2 separate regions of the Rattus norvegicus genome follow, and region 2 is linked to region 1. Evidence: chromatin contacts called from public Hi-C data. All regions are on one chromosome and are shown on one strand. Each heading gives the region's core, a stretch centred on a gene start, on an enhancer-like site or on the middle of the called end of the contact. The rest is flanking DNA. Distances are from core to core; before and after follow the strand shown. Region 1 has its middle 160 kb from the start of Bcor. Region 2 has its middle 200 kb from the start of Rpl37al2.

Region 1 (6,634 bases), core at 1,530-4,029:
CCAGGCACACACATACTGCCCAGATACGCTTGTGGGCAAAGCACTCATGCTCATAAAACAATCTAACAAGCGAACAAAGCACAAAGGAAGAAAAAAATAAAATGGAACCAGTTTCTACTGTTTGTATATCTGACCTTCTCTTCTGAACTTTGCAGCTACCTGTGCTCACACGTGCACATAACCACACAAAAACACAAGCATATAATTAAAAGTTCAAAATAAACCTTTAGGACCAGAGCGATGGATGGCTCAGTAGGTAAAGGCAGAAAGATGACTATATAAAGGTGAGTGCATTTGCGACCGACAGCCTCTTAAGATTGCCTAGAATCCCCGCCCTCCCTTGTACACTCGGTGACTGAAAGCAGCAGCCATCTCCTCTCCCTGAGGAGCTCTGAGATAGAGGATTGTAGTCCTGGACCACACCTTTGTTACAATCTACTGAGGGGAGTGTACACACCCAGAGCCACTCCCACCCAGCAAGGCTGCTCCTGTTTCAGGGACCCACACAAAACCCTGTGAAAACAAACACATTTGTTACTTCCAGCCACTAAAGGCTGGTATCATTTGTAACCTAACAATAGATCATTATGGTACATAGTACCATCAGCAGCACACTTTGATTTAAAAACGAATGGAAATAGGGGTTGGGGATGGCTCAACGGCTAAGGTTAAGAGAATCTGCTCTCCTAGAGGACTCCCGTTGTTTCCCATCTTGGAGGTTGGGCCGTTCACAGTCACCTTGAACTCCAGCTCCAGGGAGGCTCTGCTGAACTCCACTCAACTAAAGTGGTGGCTCCCACCTCCAATCTCAGCCAGCACTTGGGAGGTGGAGACTGCTTCGAGTTCACGACCAAACTGAGTTAGTGAGTTAAAGAACTTGGGCTACAGAATGAGATCCTATCTCAGAAAAACCAAAACTAAACAACAAACAACAAACAAAACAAACAAAAAGACAAAACCACTTTATTTTTCCAAACCAAAAAATCTAGAAAGTGGCAATAGTTGTACATTTCATGAACTTCTTTGATATATGGGGGCTTTCTTCCTTCCTTCCTTCCTTCCTTCCTTCCTTCCTTCCTTCCTTCCTATTGCTGTACTGAGGATGAACCCACAGTGACCTTGGGGCATCAGTCTAGATTCCAGCTCCTGAGCGTTTCCCTTTGGAATTCTAAAAATTACATTTATGGGTGCTGGAGATATGGCTGAGCAACGAAGAGCACTGTCTGCTCTTCCAGAAGACCCAGGGCATCTCAACATCCCCATGGCAGCTCACAACAATCTGTAACTCCATTCCCAGGGGATGGGCACCGTCTTCTGGTCACCTCTGCGTGGGTCAAGCACACATGGAGTCTAGTCCATGAAGGCAAAACACCCATGCACATAATATACATAATACATAAATTTATATATTTATGTGTTTACATATGTGTATATGTTTGTGCTCACATGCCCTGGCGGACTGGGGAGGTCAGAAGATAACTTGTGGAAGATGCTTTTCTCCTTCCACCGTGTGAGTTCAATGCATAGAAAGAACTCAGGAGGGTTTGGGGATTTAGCTCAGTGGTAGAGCACTTGCCTAGCAAGCACAAGGCCCTGGGTCCCCAGCTCCGAAAAAAAGAAAAAAAAAAGAAAGAAAGAACTCAGGACCTCGGACTTGGTAGTAGCAAACATTCTCTCTCTCTCTCTCTCTCTCTCTCTCTCTCTCTCTCTCTCTCTTTCTTTCTGACAGCTGCTGGGGCTTCCACTAAGTTGGGATACTGACATGTGGCCTTGGATTAATGAGAGCCCAGCCTCCCCTAGGTCTGCAATCAGAAAAGCCTTTTCAGAGGTCCTGGATCTCAGAGCCCTGACTATCAGAGGGTTCCCGAAACCACACCATGGGAACTACTGACCTAGATAACCAGGGTCCCCCGCCCAAGGCTCTAGCTCTAGATCCTTTAACCCCCTCCCCATCCCATTTTCCTGTTTGAGATCTTTGTTATTTGTTTAATGATTGGCTTGTGACTGATGCCACCCAGGAGGCATTGTCCCCAGTTAGAAGGCATAATGAACAAATCCCCAGTCTTGCCTGTGTGGTCTCCAAGATATTACACAAAGAGGGGGAGGATGCCCACCTCGAAGACCTATGGTGAGAGCTGAGCTATATCTGGGGTGGTGAGTCTGGAGGACCTTGTTCTACCAAGAAGAGATTCTGGAGTTCCTCTTAGGCCTGTGAGGAATCTTCAGGGATTTCCCCCTCTCTGTCCCTTTCCTGCACCACCAACCACCTCTCACCCCAACCGTCTCGTGTCACCTTCACACCGCCCTCCACCACCACCCTCAGAAAGTTTACACTGTTTTCAGCCTGGAGAATTGTCCCTGAGTAGTCCGTCAGAAAAACGCACGCAGCTGTAGCAAAGACTAAAAGTATCTCTTCCCTGACCAGTGTCTTCCCACGTCCTTTTCTCCATGCTCTCCTCCTTCTCTGTCCCCACCTTCAGCGGAGGCAGGAAGGCCCTTGGGAGGAGGTGAGCCCGCTGGGACCTGCCAGACTCCCTAGCCTTTCCCTCCCAAGCAGCACAAGTTCCAGATTCTATTTTGCAGTGCCCTCGGCTTTGCCACGCCCAATTCCGGAAAGCCTGCATCTCCCCAGTGGGTGGAAGGCTAGCCCCTCTTGGGCTTCAGGTTTTCTGGCACTTTAGAGGTTAAACGGGAAGCCTGGCGGGGGTGGGAGGGAGAGCCTCCCGGTGCTATGCGCGCAGGCTCCAGGCGGTGTCCCCAGCGTCGCTCTTTCTCCGTGAAGCAGAAGATGGAATCCGAACGCGACGGTTAGTCTTTCCAGTTAGCCGCGTTGAGCCGCCCAGCCTGCAGCGGCTCAGCTCGCCAGAGCCATAACGTTGTCCTTGCCTTCCGGGAGGCTGCATTTTTTGCAAGCATCCACACCCCGCGCTGTGGCGCGACCTGGGAGTTCGATGTGTGGCCAGGACCTGCCTGGCCTCTCTGCCCTGATATCCTGGGACATGCGCCTGACAAGATCCGCCACCTCCTGCATTTCAGGGGTAGCTTGTGGTGTCCAGTGACCTTTGCCACTGTGTGCTGCTGCAGTTTCGAAACGGCAAAGAATAAGGAACTTTGCCAAACCACACAAAACTTCCAACCTCACCAGCTCCGACTGGGCACGCCCGGGGAAAGCTGCCTTTATCTGTCCCCTCTGTCCTCTGTCTCGCAGTTGACTGGGGCTGGATGAAAACCACTGGAACATTTTATCCCTCCCACTCATCCTCGAGCCCCCTGAAGATCCTGGATTGTTCTGGAAGCCAAACCCAATCCGGCTTCCACCCAGCTGGGGGATCTGAGAGCCACCTGCCAGGCTCGGCACTTCACAATGAGTTTCCATTGTGTGGCAGAAAGCTGGGTGGATACGAGCCAGCAGAGACGGAGAAGAGTTGAAAGGTTTGGGTCCCAGAGAGTAGGGAAGGGGAGAAATGAAAGATTTGAGCCCTGAGGGGAAAGAAGCAATCTGCCCAGAGCAGGGTTGGGCGCTAAGATTCCTCAGAACTCTGTTTTTCTACAACCCTAAGGACTTTCTGCTCCTCCCTCAGTGGCTTAAAGAGCCCCCAGAGCTCCTGTGCTGAGACTGCTGGTCCCACAAGCCCAGCATTGGGTTTTGAAATCCCCACTTCCCCCGGGCAAGTCCCGGACAAAATTGCCTATCTTTTCAGGTTTTTCTCTGGAAACTTTAGTTCACTTAAGACCAGAGTCTCGTGTAGCCCAGGTTGGCCTCAATCTAGTTGACATGATCCTGAATTTCTAATCCTATTCAGATTACAGGCAAATACCACAGGCTAGCTTTTCCAAAAACTCTTAAATGTCAATCCCACAACTATGAACGTCTTTATCATTCCTCACAGAAAGAGATCCTTCTTCAGGTCGATCTTCAAACCTGGTGGTAGAGGGACAGAGCAGAAGGCTTCACAAATAAAAAACATTTAATGGTGAGGTTGTAATACTGCTGTCAATGGTGAGAGCACAGGCACAGGGCTGGGAGAGTCCTTTGGCAGCTGACTTTCTCTCTTCCAGGGAAGCTTGTCACCTTTCCCAGGTGTCTGTGGCACCTCTGTGGTGCCAGTCATCACTCTGAAGAGAGGTGGGATCTTCGCTCCCAAAGGAGCAAACACCAGTTCAGCCTGAGGAAACAGGTGACCCACAGGAATAATCTGAATTCTCTCAGACTGCTTTCTGCCCCAGTAATTCTTCGTAAAACAAGCGACTAGGAGCTGGTAAAGTGGAGTGGCACCACACAAGACTTCCACTCACATCTAGTGCAGGCTGCAAACGGACATACCCTTTCTTGGAAACTGCCAACTGTCTGCAAGGGGCTTTATAAACAGTGTACTAGGCAACACCCGCTATCCCATGGCCCACATCAACACCTGGGCCACAAGTATGGAGGTGTCACCAACTCCCCCAGCTAGAGTCCAATTGAAGGGAATAGAGAATGTTTCCAGCTATTTTAAGCAAGAATAGGAAATTACTCCAGGAAATTAGGTGCTCACAAAATTCCTGGAAGGCTCGAGAAGAACAGTCTCTGAATTCACAAAAACACTACCATTGAATTGGTCCCCAAGATTGCTGCCCTCTCTGCCACTAGCAGGAAGGTGAGAAGTGGGGGGAGGGTGTGCGTGGGTGGTGGGAGGGAGGGGATCTGTCTCTAAAGATGCAGATTGCAACTGAGATCTAATGATTAGGATCCCGTGCCATCACGGCCTCTCTCAAGAGCCACAAGAGCCTGTGGCTCTACCTACAAGAACCACTGTCTGAGTAATTGCCAAAATATTGTCACACATAACCCCCCACCTCCCACCACCACCACACAAAGTTCCAGCAACTACACCCAGAGCAGAAGTCAGTCTGCTTCACACCTTTCTTCCTAACCTCACACAAATGTATCTAATTGTCAAAACTGAATTCTCATCCACAGCCCCAGCTGCAAAGGTGTCTGGGAGATGTAGTTTTTAGATTTCCATCCTTCGGAGTAAAAGGGCTGCATATGACAGTCGTGCCTGATACCACACCTCCATTTTACAGCTAAGGAAGCTGAGGTCCCAAGGAGCTAAAGAATGTACCAGGGTCACATGGCTGGTGAACAGGGTCTTTCTGTTTCTACGCTACAAGACCCACACTCGTATGCATTATACAAAACCAGCGGCTTTAGTGCATTTGGTGGTTCAGCAATCTCGGAGCATGTCTTTGCCCAAGAACCCAAAGCAGAGCAGAGGCCGCCACACAACACCTGCCACAAGTTCAAAGACTGGATGGTAGGCAATGAAATACAACTGAGACCCAAAGACCATAAACAGCTCATGTAAGGTTGCTAGGAGAAGGGATTGAAAAAGGAAACCCAAGGTTTCTAATTTCGGCTACTCTTCTTTGCTCCCAGAGTAGTTGGACAGCCAACCACCATCCAGGCCCTGCTGCCACATTCACAGAACCCTCCTTATTTGTCGCCCATCAGAGTTAAAACTACCAGACAGCTACTCTTCCAGTTGTCTTGGGCTCCGGATCAACCGATCAGATGCCCCCATCTAAGGTCTGGGAGTCAGGGGACTGCTGACAGAGGCATGAGGAACACAGAGATCCATTGTGACAGCATATGGCACTGGGGCAACAGGGACCATCTCCATGTCTACACGTGACAATATACGCCAGGGTTTTGTAGACTTCACTGAAGACTTGTCACCCAATTGGCCAGACTTGGACCATGATCCAGACTGCTCCAAGGTTTCCTTTGTTCCGTCTACTTTCCAAACCACTCGCCAGCCCTCCTGGTTATTTTTCGAGTTCTCCGAGATCATTTTGATAAAAGTCCTTTTCTGCTTAAATAAGCCAGAATTGCTTCCTGTTGCTTGGAGCCAAGAGCCCTGGCTGTTAGAGCTGAGTCGCCAGATTTCGCCTGGCTTCCCTCAGAGACCACACAGAACACCACTAATTCCTAGATACCTCAGGCATCCCAGACTACTTCCTGAAAGCTCCCAGTCCCAGGACGTTTGCCTGGTGATCTGACGTCAAGAGTTCTGGCAGGGCATGCTGGGGCATGCTATAATCCTAGCACTCTGGAGGTGGTGAGAGGGTTCAGAAGTTCACGTCAGCCTCGGCAACACACCGAGTTCAAGGCCAGACTAAATGAGGTACACGAGACCCTGCCTCAAAATAATTAGAGGGTGAATATGCAATTCAATAGGCAGGGTACCTGAACTCTGGGTTCAATCCCTAGCACTGCATAAACGATCTCAGGTTCAAGACTCAGCATTGTAGTCTGTTTTTAGCAGAGCGTGATTGAATGGTTGTCTTGAGGCCTTAAGAAGAGAGGAGGTGAGGGAGCAGCTATGGTCCACTGAGCAGTGTTCCTTATCAAGGCACAACGACGACAGGGAGTGGGGAAGGCTGGGGAGAGCCTGGGAAGGTCAGGGATGGGTAAGAAGGCTCTGGGAAGTTCAGGGAAGGCTGGGAAGAGTGTGAGGAAGGCATGGGAAGGTCTGGAATGGCTGAAGGGAGCTTGGGGAAGGCCTGGGAAGGTCAGGGTAGGCCAGCAAGGGTCTGGGCACTCATCACTCTTACACAGGACCCAGACTTTGTTTCCCAGTACCTACATGGT
Region 2 (6,634 bases), core at 2,275-4,774, 450 kb after region 1:
CTTTCCCTAAGCGAGAAAAGCCTGTAGGGGAACCCACTTGCCCATGGTTACCAGGTGACAACAGGAGTCTGACCTGGCAGGGCTCCAGCCTCTGCCTGGCAGATTTCATGACAGGATGTGCAGGTAGGTGGCCTTCCCAGAGGTTTACACTTGCTGCTTCTGCTGCACTTCTACATCCTCTCCAACCCCCCACGCACCAAAAAAGTACAGGTGATGGCTTTGAAGTTGGCTCCTGGAGGTAGCTCTGAGGGGGGTGGGGGTGGGCAGACAGACAGAGAGACAGACAGAGAGAGAGACAGACAGACACACAGAGAGACACACGGAAAGACACAGAGACAGTCAACAGAGAGGGAGGGAGGGAGAGACAGAGACAGAAACAGACAACAGAGACAGAAAGGGAGGGAGGGAGGAGAGAGGGAGAGGGAGAGGGAGAGGGAGAGGGAGAGGGAGAGGGAGAGGGAGAGGGAGAGGGAGAGGGAGAGGGAGAGGGAGAGAGAGAGACCTGCTGAGGCTGTTCTTGTTTGTTCCCAAGCTTGCCAGAAGGGCACTTCCCTCCTCCCCACTGATGTCAGCCGATGACGTCTGGGCCGCATTCAGGCCATGCTGTCATTTGTCCCATGCTCATTCAGCTGATTAAAAGTCATCAATTGTTTTTTAAGCCACCAGCAGGCGAGCCACCAGGCGCCATTTGTTATTGCTCGGCCATGCTGTGAAATGCTGTTTAAACGCACTGAGCAAAGCTTTCGGAAACCAGAGGCCAAAAGCGGTTTGGGAGGAAAGCAAATAGGAGAGAAATGAGTGGGCCCAAATCTTTGCCAGAGGGAACAATCAGGCCAAGCAGCTGACGTACTGGTCCCCTTTTCAGCAGCTCCCACACAATTCTTTTCAGGGGCCTTTCCCTTGGGGCCAGAGCAACAGGGTGCCCCCTTCATCTTCCTGCCTGCTAAAATCATCTCCATGATGGCTAACAAATATTCACTTGGGGATTTTTTTTTTTAATCTAGTTTCCTCACTTCCAAGTTGTCCCCTTGGTTTTTGACTGGGTTAATGTTTCTACAACACAACTCAATGTCATCTTTGCTCAGACACCTTCAGTGGTCCCCCACTGTTTGTGGAATGAAGGATAAAGTCAGTCCTTCATAGTGTGGCTGGATTTCTCTTTTAATTGCCACTGTTCATCGGGCAAAGCAGGTTCTGAGACTCAGCCGCTCCATTATTTGGCTATTATTCCTGTTATTCCCTTCAGTTTGAAATAGTGAACTAGTTCCCCAATGCCAACTTCTGAAGCCCCTCTAGGTCATCCAAGGTGTGTGCTGGGACCCATCTCTATCTTGATCTCTTTCCTAAGGATACAAGTCCCTATCTTCTTTGGGTTTCCACAGCCACATGTGGAGGAGAGGCCATGGTACCTTGTCTATATCCCCCTTTGGTTATCCTTTCTGTGCACACAGCTGCCAGCACCTGTGTCCCTGTGCCTTCGGGCCGTCTCTGACCACCTGAGTCCTCTGTGACTACCGGAAGCAGACAGGCACTCTCAGGAAATTATGTTCTCCAGGAGTAGGCCTCTATCAATGAGTGATGGGAACTGGGGTTGCTTAACCCACCCACCCCCACCCCCTTGCTCTGGAGTAGTTCCAGTTAGTTGCCCATAACACTAGTCTATTCAGTCAGGTGGTGGTAGCGTCCCTTTAATCCTAGCACTCAGGAGACTGAGACAGGTCAATCTCTGAGTTCGAGGCCAGCTTGGTCTACAGACTGAATTCCAGGAAAGCCAGGACTACACAGAGAAACCCCATCTTGAGAAACCCAAAACAAACAAACAAACACAAAATACAGTAGCCTGTCCAATTCTTTCCCTGCCTCTTCCCAGATAAATAGTTGCCCTATGGGTGGGAGTATAGCAGAGTGGTACAACACATACCTAGCATGTATAAGGTTTCAGGTTTCACCCGAAGCACCACAAAAACAAAGAGAAAAAAATTATACCCAGATGCTTATTTCAGGGTCTGTTGCTGCTGCTGCTGCTGTTGCTGCTGGTGGTGGTGGGGTGACACCCAAACTTAGATCATATGTCATTTTGTTCTGGCCCTTTGTCCTGCCTAATTAGCCACGAGTCCCCTGGAGTTCTGCCCATGGTGCCTTGCCCATAATAAGTAGCCATGCATAATAGGTAGATGTTGGATGGCTCAAAAAATTCTCTGAACGAAACAAGCAGACCTGGGTTCTATGTGTGGTCCTCTCTGCTCACATATGGCCGGGCTGTTCACTCGTCTCTGTGCCAGCAGATCTCTTTCATCCAAGGGCTAGTCTCAGCACATCTCCTGAACCCTCTACCTCTATCCCAAGTCTGTCCCTTCCCTGCACTGTCACTGAACCTAAATAGTGCCACCGGGCACCATCCTAGTCTCTTTTGTTTCCTGAGTTCTCGAGTTCTATTTCACTCTCTCCTGGGTTCTCTCATTCTCAAGGGTGAATCTCCCAGTCCCAGGGGTTTCCTGTTAGTGACGTCTATTCCCAGGAGGCAGGAGTCATCTGGAAGGGTGACTCCATATGAATCAGACAGGGGTGGTGTCATTGGAGCAAACAGCTGCTTCTTCCAGGCATCACTTAAGAAATTTGTAAGTATACATAAGACTGAGCTTTGTGACTGTGGGAACAGAGACCGTGGGGCATCCAGAGATAGGAGAACACACATCTGGATGTCCCATGGTCATGATCTGTCTTGGCCCTGAGAACATAGAGCTCCAATCTTGGATTTCCATGAGATACGAGTTTATGGTGGTATGTGTGTGCAGTGCAGTGTGTTAGTACATGCGTTCCTCTCTCTCTCTCTCTCTCTCTCTCTCTCTCTCTCTCTCTCTCTCACACACACACACACACACACACACACTCACACACACACACACACACACACACACACACACACACAGAGAGAGAGAGAGAGAGAGAGAGAGAGAGAGAGAGAGAGAGAGAGAGAATGAGAACTATGGGTCCTCAGTGGTACTGTAAGGCTTTATCAGGCTACCTCACACCATAGGGAGAAAAGTCAATGTGAAATGCTCCCTACCTGCCTCCCTCTTCCTTTCCAACTCTCTTTTACCCAATGGGTAACCACTGAAGTAAGAAGGCTCAGCCCAGGTAAGGGGTGGTGGGTCTCACAGGCAGCCCGAGGCAGTTGCTACAGCACTTGGGAAGAGCATTCGCTCTGTTACAGACAATTCTCATTTCCACCTCTGCACAAAACAAAAGGCAGCCAGCTCGCCTGGGGCTACACTGTGGAAAAAACAAATGCTGGCTGGAGTACCTCACATCTCTAACTTTCCAAACCGCAGCCAGCCTTGCAGACTGCTGACCCACAGGAACATATTTGAAGTAGGATGGGGTGGCCGTATGGTGCTCGTAGGCTAGTGATGGGCCCTTCCGGTGAGTCCTGGTCTGGCGGGTGAGGGCTATAAGATGTGGCTCCTGAGCTCTAGGCATGGGTTGTCACTGAACATGGTCTGAAGGAGTGGAGGGAGGGAAAGGCCTTGCTGGCTGCCTTGTATGGAGCTGCTGTTACCCTGGAAACGGCCCTTCTGGCCTCCAGGGCCTAATAACATTCCTCAAAGTTCTCAGGAGTTGTGAGTTTTGGAATGATTACATAAATGTGGCTTTGTGGGCGCGGAGCACTGAGCGGGTAATACTCCACCTCTTGAGTCAGGCCCTTGAAGAAAAACACAGCAACACAAAGGAGACCGAAGAGAGCGAGTCCGAAAGATTTGGGGGTTAAGAACTGCCATTGCCTGATAGGAACCTTCCGGCCATCTTTATTTTTCTTAGATGGCAATTCCTGGAGGTGTTTAGTGGACATTGCAACTGAAGTACAGAGTGGAGGGTTGGGTCTATCTAGGTCCAGGTCTCTGTATCTTTCTCAAAACATTTACTGTCTAGGTCACTGTGGTTCTATGACAAGTTATCACAGTACAGAAATAGCCACTAATGAAATAACTGTATAAAATCTGCCCCCACCCAGATAATCTTCCTTTCTGATCAGCTAGGTGCATCATCTATCTATCTTGCCTTGGCCTTTCCAGGGTCATAGCCCAACACTAGCAGGCATGTAGGCCTGAAGCTGCTGAATGAATTTCCTGAAACCAGTGAGAATGGTTCTGGCTATTGCTCCCAACTTAGAAGGAGTCATTCATTCATTCATTCATTCATTCATTCACTGTAGGTCTGCTTCACAACCTCCCTACCCCTATCCCAAACACTAATGGAACCAGGGCCTTGTGAATGCTACAAGCACTGTTCCCCTGGCCCACATCCCAGCCTTGGGCATGGTGAGTGGGTTGGCACTATTCTCAGTGGAAGGACCCATCCACAAGCCAGGAGGGCAAAGGAGCTTTCAGAAGCAGATCTCTTGGAAAACAGCTGACGCAGCCCTTGAGCATTTTGAGTTATTCTCTTTATGATGGTGTGTAAGTCAAGTACAGACTGTTGTGTCACTAGATGATTCGGTTAGGGGAAAAGAGAAGCTTTGAATTTCCAATCAAACTTCCTAGCACATTGCTTGAACCTTCCTATGTAGCCCATACTATCTTGCCTCAGCCTCCCGAGTGCTAAGATTCCAGGTATGTACCACCACCACACCCTATCAATTTAACTGTTTGCTTGAACTCAATTATTTTAAGTTCCTGTAATACCTGGGATTAAAACAACAACAACGACAACAACAACAACAACAACAACAACAACAACAACAACAATTTAGTTTTGATTCAACTGTCCTTTGGGAGATTGAGTCCCAAGTACATTCCCCCCCACTATTTACATGGAAAATTTGATCTTTAAGTGTTTTTATTAGAAGCAAGCTTCCACTGTGTGGGTTATCATTAGGTACAAGGGTCTCTAGGATTTCTAGGGGCTTATGGGCATGGGACTTCAATTTTCCCTAGCAGAGGGCAAGGGTAATGACTGAGCCAACTGAGTTCCTTCAAATGCCACCTGCCATCTCCTGCCTCCCATCTCTTCATTCACCCCCCCAATTCTGTAGACAGCTACTTCCCACCCAAAAGCCCATCCTTTGCTATCCCCTAATTGTCCTTTGTCTCTTTCGTAGGTGACATGTACTGATTTAGTAGACCCTGTTGGCCTACATGGCAAAGAACACTTCTAGACTGTTTTTATGGGTGGCTGTCCTCTGTGGCTTTTGCTTTCCCCCTCTCTCAAGCTAAATTCCAGTGAGGACAATACCATGCCCCTGCCAAGGCAGGTCCTCTTCTCGAAATCTAAGCTGGGCTGGAGGGAGCACTTGCTGCTTTTGCAGACAACTCGGAGTTTTCTTCCCAGAACCCATTGCTGGTGGCTCACACTCATGTGTGACTTCAGTTCTGGGGAAATCCAACGCCCTCTTCTGGCCTCTAGAGGCACTGCACTCACATACACAGCCCCCAGCATTGATGAGCATAATTAAAAAGAGAAAACAACAACCAAACAACCCTCCTAAACTTTCCTACCCCAATCATAGCAGAATTAGTGCCCATTGGCAAGGCTACTGCTCTTTGGAAGTGGCCTGGAACTCTGGAAGGTCATGAACTCTCCCTAGCCTGTCCTCCTTACTGTCTTAGACCTCTTGGTATTATTGAACATCAGGTACAATGTAGTATATTTGATTATCTGATTTCTGACCTTTCTCTCTTAACAGCGAGCACAGTAGCCTCCCCAGGGGCAGACATTTGTTTATATTTAATTTATATATACATTGTGTGTGTGTGTGTGTGTGTGTGTGTGTGTGTGTGTGTGTGTCCTCTCATGCATGTAGAGGCTGAAGGACAAGTTTCAGAAGGCAATGGTCTCTTGTTTCTGCTCCTGGCTATATATACACTACAGGCTAGCTGGCCGAGACCTCCCATGAGATTCTCCCCTCTCAGCCTCCCATCCCTATTAGGAGTTCTGGGGTCACACCTGGGTTTTTGGCTGCTCACTTTTGTTTTCTTCTCTTCCCAGACAGGGTTTCTCTGTGTAGCCCTGGCTGTCCTGGAACTCACTCTGTAGACCAGGTTGGCCTTGAACTCAAAGATCTGCCTGCCTCTGTCTCCCCAGTGTTGGGATTAAAGGCGTGCCATGACCTGTACCATCCCCCCCATCCCCCAGCCCCCACACACCCTCACCATAGCCCCCACACATGGCATTTAAATCAGGTTTTAGGATAGAAGGAGTCAGGAAGTTTGTGCACTAGAATCTTTACCTGCCAACTCATCTCCTTTATTTTTCATTTTTTTTGTGTCTGTCTGTCCATCCATCCATCCATCCATCCATCCATCCATCCATCCATCCACCTATCTATTTCTTTTCTCCTCCTCAATTTTTAATACTCGGAATTGGCGGGGTTGGGGATTTAGCTCAGTGGTAGAGCGCTTGCCTAGGAAGCGCAAGGCCCTGGGTTCGGTCCCCAGCTCCGAAAAAAAAAGAACCAAAAAAAAAAATACTCGGAATTGAATCTAGGGCCCCAAGCGTACTATGTTAGCACGATACATCCCTAGCCCTAGAGATTTGCTTTAAATTGCTTTTTGCTACACCCCAGTCTCCAGTTCAGTGTTAGAGCATAGCAGAGCTTCACCTTTCTCATTTTTTTCAGGCAGGATCATACTAAGTA

The links. Hi-C and Micro-C count contacts between places; a contact is called where the count stands out from the background.
Region 2: a contact with region 1 is called in a Hi-C map of the A7r5 cell line, with 4 times the contacts expected there. The contact joins two enhancer-like sites. A contact is called at or near these places in 4 of 12 Hi-C or Micro-C datasets (the A7r5 cell line, hepatocytes, liver and 1 more).

The regions. Positions count from the first base shown.
Region 1 is chrX:13,201,727-13,208,360 of GRCr8, forward strand. No RefSeq gene overlaps it. Among named protein-coding and RNA genes, the nearest start is that of Bcor, 160 kb to the right of the region's middle. Within about 2 kb of position 2,780, at least 39 of the 93 cell types and tissues checked have an H3K27ac peak or open chromatin away from gene starts, as enhancers often do. A contact at or near this core is called in the A7r5 cell line, where this site is marked.
Region 2 is chrX:13,653,532-13,660,165 of GRCr8, forward strand. No RefSeq gene overlaps it. Among named protein-coding and RNA genes, the nearest start is that of Rpl37al2, 200 kb to the left of the region's middle. Within about 2 kb of position 3,525, at least 10 of the 93 cell types and tissues checked have an H3K27ac peak or open chromatin away from gene starts, as enhancers often do. A contact at or near this core is called in the A7r5 cell line, where this site is marked.